Linked DNA regions of Sus scrofa: region 1 is linked to region 2. Evidence: chromatin contacts called from public Hi-C data. All regions are on one chromosome and are shown on one strand. The core of a region is the stretch at or near the end of the contact, and the rest is flanking DNA. Distances in the headings are between cores, read along the strand shown.

The links. Hi-C and Micro-C count contacts between places; a contact is called where the count stands out from the background.
Region 1: a contact with region 2 is called in a Hi-C map of embryonic fibroblasts, with 4 times the contacts expected there. The contact joins the promoter of C2H19orf71 here to the promoter of CACTIN in region 2. A contact is called at or near these places in 2 of 5 promoter capture datasets (fetal liver and liver), 2 of 47 Hi-C or Micro-C datasets (both in embryonic fibroblasts) and 1 of 2 datasets of contacts at active chromatin or transcription factors (alveolar macrophages).

Annotation. Positions count from the first base shown.
Region 1 is chr2:75,120,972-75,124,043 of Sscrofa11.1, forward strand. C2H19orf71 reads right to left here and starts at 1,493. Exons shown (of 3, transcript XM_013987308.2): 1 at 774-1,493. The coding sequence starts at 856. It also overlaps a transcript of FZR1 not described here.
Region 2 is chr2:75,047,599-75,050,700 of Sscrofa11.1, forward strand. It overlaps CACTIN (cactin), which reads left to right and starts at 1,652. Exons shown (of 11, transcript XM_021084098.1): 1 at 1,652-1,889. The coding sequence starts at 1,717.

The DNA.
Region 1 (3,072 bases), core at 243-2,742, 73 kb after region 2:
TCCCCCCTTATTGTTCTTGAAAATGGAGCAACATCAAGGGTGTTTGTTCACTTACCTTTTCTTAAAGCTGCCTAATACTAAACCCATTGTAGTTTATCAGTGCTAATTAATGGAGCCTCTGCTGGGTAGAAAGTAGTCCCCCAAATCCACATCCACCCAGAATCTCAGAACATGACCCTATTTGGAAATAGGGTCTTATCAGACAAAACTTAAGGTGAGGTCATGCCAGGTTAGGGAGGTCTTAAGGCAATACCTGATGTCCTGAAAGGATGGGATCTGGACAGTTGGGAAAAGGCCAGGTGATGACAGGCTGAGATGGGGCAATGCTTTTACAAGCCCAGGGACACCATGGACTGCCAGCAGTCTCCAGTAGTTGGGAGGAACATAGGACAGATCCTTCCTCATGGTCTCAGAAGGCCCCACCCCTTGGACACGTTTGGTCTGGGACATCTGGCCCCTGGTGCTGGGAGAGGGTAAATTCTGTGCTTGAAGTTGCCCCATCCCAGGTGCTATTCCAGCAGCACAGGGCTCCCGGGTACCTAGCGTTTGTTCTGCTGGCTGTGTGCATGTGTTGTGCACGCAGAAATGATCACATGTGACCTGCATGCACTCCTGCCAGGTCCCAATCCTGGCTCGGGCAGGTGCAGGGATCAGCCAGAATAGGAGGAGGGGAGCTGGTGCAGCACCCAAGGGCCTTTATAGAGAAAAGATGAGGCTGGCAGGAAGCCAAACCCAGAGAGAGCAAGAGAGGGAAGGGGTAGGGTGGTGCTCACCTGTACAGTGATGCCGGGAAGTCCACCTCAAGGGTATCCCGGGGGACATAGGGCTGGGCAGCCTTCCGCCTCAGGGTCTGCATGTCTGCCTCTGGATGCCCAGGGGCTCATGCCTCCAAGGCCTGTGGGGCCATTGTTGACAGCAACAAAGGCACCCCAGTGTCCTGGCAACAGCTGGGCAGGCTGGCCCCCTGCCAAGAGGCCAGGAGCACAGAGGCTGGAGGAAGGAGGTGGCACCCTGGCATGGGGCTCCCCCTCCACCTCTCCTTAGCCTCCTAGCACCCCTGTGAAGGGCCCTGAACCGAAGGAAGCGTCTGAATTTCCCTCCTGCACCCTCAGTGCCACCTTCCCAGATGCTCAAGCTGGGACCCTGCAGCAACCTCAGCTCCCACATTCTCTCCCCACCCCAGCCCGTACTTCATCTGTTTCCAAAATATATCCAATATCCAGTGTGTGCACATGCCGAGTTCCCAGCAGCACGATCTACAACCGCCACAGAGTGGAAACAATCCAAATGCCCACCAACTACAGAACACACACACAAAATGTAACCCTCCACACAGTGGAGTATCACGCAGCCTCAAAAAGGAGCAACGCACTGACACAACATGGACAGGCCTTGAGACCACGATGCTCAGTGAGTAAAACAGACACAGAAGGTCACAGTGTGCAACTCCATAGATGGGAAACTTCCAGAACAGGCACATCCAGAGAGACAGAGGCTGAATTCCTGGTTGTCAAGGGGCTGAGGAGGGATGGGAGTAACTGCTCATGCGGAAAGGGCTTCTTTTGGGATGATAGAATGTTCTGGAATTAGTGGTGACGGTGGCACAACATAGTAAATATACTAAAAAGCACTAAATCATACACTTTAATGTTACGCACATTTCACTACACATACAAAACATTAACAAAAAATCCAGAAGCTTCCTGCCTTTCACCATGTTCATCTGTTCCTGGCCATAGTCCATGTCATCACCTGCCTTGCTCAGAGCCTCCTCCTCTCTGGTCTCTGTGCCGCCGCCCACCTGTTTTCAGGTCTCTACATGGCAATCTCATCCCTTCCCATCTCAGCACAGTCAAGACCTCCCACCCCAGTGGGGGTAAAGCCCAGTCCTCCCTGCAGCCCACAAGCCCCTGCACGACCTGCCCTCCTCTTCTCACTCACTCTGCTCCAGCCACATGTACCTCCTTGCCCTTCCTCCAACACATCAGGCCTGGTCCTGTTCCAAGGCTTTGGCCTGAGCCATGCCCTGGTCTGGAGCACCACCTCTGCCCAGCTGTGTCCATGCTTCCCCTAAGGCCCTTGCTCAAACATCAGATTCATAGTAAGCCCTCGACGCAAAGCTGCTCTCTCCCAAGGCCTCACTCTACTTTCGCCCCATGACAGCCAGACATGCCTAACACTCTACAGTCCCACTCACCTGCCACAGCAGAAGCTCCTCAAGGGCAGGTCTTGGGTCTGGCTTCTCTTGTCCCCAGTGCCCAGAACAGGGATCTTCACTAGGAGGAAAGGGCCTGGGGTGCCCACCAGTTGTGGGCAGCTGCTCACCACAGGAGGCCTTATCCTTCTCAAGACCCCCTGGGGTCTCCAGGCCTGCCAGCCCACCCAGTGGTATAGCCTCTCTGGCCTGGGCTACTTTCCTCTCTGGCCCCCAGGACCTCTTGCCTCCCCCATACCCTTGCAGCCCTCTTGACCCCCCACATCCTTCCCAGAAGCCGCTGCATGACAGGGAAGGCCCCTGCTCACCTTCGGCTATCACCATGTCACTACTTCCCTTTCACCTTTACCATCCCAGGATTGATGGAAACAAATCCTGCCCCACCACATACACCCTCCCCCATGGCAGGCCGCTGGGCTGGCAATGTCCCCAGTAGGCTTGGTGCCCCAGCTGTCAGATGGAGGTTTCCCCACCAGGTTAGCTCTCACCCTCCCTACTCCTCTCATGGGAACCAGCCAGACCGCAGGGATGGGCGTGAATCACAGGTCCAGAATTCAGGGACACCAGAGCCACTCACTAACCACAGCCTCTCACGAAGGCCAGCCCGTCACTACGTTTGTGACATTCAGGCTGGTGTGGGGTCTCAGCATATGCACACTTGACCTGTCAGGCCCAGACAGACGAACTGGGAGCCCCAGCCGTGCACAACCCCTGTGGCTTAATGACCGTCATGCTGCATCCCAAGGGGAACGCCCTGCACGGCACCCACTGCCGCTCCCGCCATGGTGCGTGCTGACAACACTGTGTTCATGGTTTCACGTCCCTTCTGTGCTCCCTGGGCCAGGGCCTACAAGCAG
Region 2 (3,102 bases), core at 402-2,901:
ATCCCTGTTCCGGCACAGTGGGATAAACGACCCAGAGTTGCCACAACTGGGGCTTGGATCTGATCCCCAGCCTGGCAACTCCATATGCCTTGGGGTGGCTGAAAAAATTAAAAAAAAAAAAAAAAGATAAACATTGAAAGAGGGCAAAGCTGAACCACCAAGTTCAAATCCCAGCTCTATGCTGTCTCATTGGGCACAGAGGTATTAGAATAACATTCCTGGAGTTCCCATCGTGGTGCAGTGGTTAACGAATCTGACTAGGAACCACGAGGTTGTGGGTTCGATCCCTGGCCTTGCTCAGTGGGTTGAGGATCTGGTGTTGCCGCGAGCTGTGGTGTAGTTCACAGACGTGGCTCAGATCCCGCATTGCCGTGGCTCTGGCATAGGCCGGTGGCTATGGCTCTGATTAGACCCATAGCCTGGGAATCTCCATATGCCACCGGAGCGGCCCTAGAAAAGGCAAAAAGACAAAAAATGACATTCCTTCTCTGGTCCTCACTTTCCCCATCTACAAAATGGGTTGATGGGGAATTTAGGTTTTTTTTTTAAGCTTTGACTCCACAACCTTGTAGATCAACTATATTTCTTTCTTTTGTCTTTTTAGGGTCACACCCGTGGCATGTGGAAGTTCCCAGGCTAGAGATTGAATTGGAGCTGCAGGCGCCAGCCTACACCATAGCCACAAAAATGCCAGAGCAGAGCTACCTCTTTGATCTATACCACAGCTCACAGCAATGCTGGGTCCTTAGCGGGGCCAGGGATTGACAAACTTTCGTCCTCATGGATACTAGTCGGGTTCTTTACCAGTGATCCATAATGGGAACTCCCTCAAATATATTTCAATAAAACTTAAAAAAAAAAAAAGCAAGAGTTCCTTTCGTGGCTCAGCAGTTAACGAACCTGACAAGGATCCATGAGGATGCAGGTTCGATCCCTGGCCTCTATTAGTGTGTTAAGGATCCAGCATTGCCCTGAGCTGTGGTGTAGGCTGCAGACGCGGCTTGGATCCTTCGTTGCTATGGCTGTGGTGTAGGCCGGCCCCTGTAGCTCTGATTGGACCCCTAGCCTGGGAACTTCCATATGCCGCGGGTGTGGACCTAAAAAGCCAAAAAGAAAAAAAAAAAAAGCTTAACCCCTGAAACACAGTAAGTATTCATTGGCGGGTGGTAGAGCATGATGATGACTCTCACAGAGGGTCAATCCAGCCTCTAGTGCTTTTCGGTCCCCATCCCAGCTCCTTGAGCTATCTGGACGAGAAACTCCCCGGACACGCCTCCCTTGGCCACGCCTTCTATTGACCCCGCCTCCTAGGCTTCACCCACGCTGGCCCCACTTCCTCTCTGGACGGGCTTCTTCTTGGTCCCGCCTCATCAGGCTCCGCCCCACTCGCAGTTCCTGATTCGCTCTTGCTCAGCCCACAGATGCAGGTTCCCTGAGGCGCGAGGACCCACCTGAGCCTGCCCTTAGTACTGCCTTAAGAGCGAGTCCCCCATCCCTGGCGGCGACAGTCCGGCAGAAGTCCGTCACAGAGGACCCACTTAAGGACAGTTTGGAGGTTACGGGGCTCCAGAGTCCCCGCGGTATGGGGCTGCGGGATGGGTTCCTATCTTCCTGTTCAGGCGCGGACGGGGCAGCGAGGCACGCGCCGCGAGGGAGGAAGGCCCCCGGCGCAGGCCCCGGATATTTGTGTCAGCGCCGCCGGTACCGTCCCAGCCGATGGGTCGGGACACACGCTCGCGTTCGCGGTCCGCTGGTCGCAGGAACCGGAGACAGCGGAGTAGGAGCGGAAGTCGGAGCCGAAGTCGGAGTGGGAGCCATGGGCGGAGAAGCCGACGGCGCCGGGACGACGAGGGGCGGCGCAGGCGGAGGCGGAGGAGCCGGGATCGCAGGTAGGGTAGCTGTGTGAGCCGCGCTGGTGGGTCCGGCTCCAGCCCTCGGGGAGTTGGGAGGCTCCGAGTTAGGGAAGACTTCTTGAAGAAGGGGACGTCTGAGCACGTCGGAATTAACTAGACAGCGACAAGAAAGTGAAAAGCATTCCAAGCAAGGCACCTGGTAGCTGGAGGTACAGCAAGAAGAGCAGTGAGCGGGGCGGAGCGGAGTAGATGAGTTTGGAGAGAAAGTAGGAGACCAGATCGTGCAGTCGTGCGTACCGTGGTAAAGGGTTTGACTGTTATCTGGAGGGCTGTGGAGGATTTTGAACCAGGGAGTGATGTGATCTGGATTACCTTGCAGAACTCCCGCTTGCTTTCGCGTGGAGAAGGGACTGAGTGGGTACGCAAGAGTGACACCAGGGAGGAAAAAAATAGTACAGCTGTCCAGGCAACAGATGATGATGGCTTTCGGGAGAGGTAGGCTGTAATGAGGTACACTGGGAAAAGTAGCTCAATTTGAGAGGGATTTCAGAAGGAGAAGTGACAACCCTTGCTAATGGAGGTAGGCTGTGAGAGGGGAGAATTGTTGATGATGGTGGCAGAAGTCAGTTAATTCCCCAGACTTGGTGCTTAGCTTCCCTTCAGCCCATGGTCCTTTTCTTTTGGAGATGAAACACCTGGATTGAGTTGAGTCTGCTTCAACACAAAGAAATCAGCACCATGATAGGGACTGACTCTCAGACCTGTGTCCCAGTGCTGGCTCAGCCCATAACTGGCTCTGACACTCAGGCCAATCCCTGCCCCACTACGGTCCATGTTTCCTCATCTCTGTCCCCAAGACCTAAATGGGGCTTCTCCATCCATATGCACTGTCTCCTATTACTCCAGCCTGTTCTTCACACATAACCAGACTGGCACTAGTCAGACATAGCTGATCACCCTCTAGGTTTGAGATCTGGCTTTTCCTTTTGAGTCTCATAGGGTTATTCCCATCCAGGAATTCTAGGAAGAAAGAAGGTAGCAGAAATAGTAAAGAGATGGTTTAAACCAGGGTTTAGGAGTCCCAGTGCAGCAGGTTGAGAATCCGACTGCAGGGAATTCCTGTTGTGGCACAGCGGAAGCGAATCCAGCTGGTATCCATGAGGATGCAGTTTTGATCCCTGGCCTTGCTCAGTGGGTCAGGGATCAGCGTTGCCGTGAGCTGTGGTGTAGGCCAGCAGCTGTAGCTCCA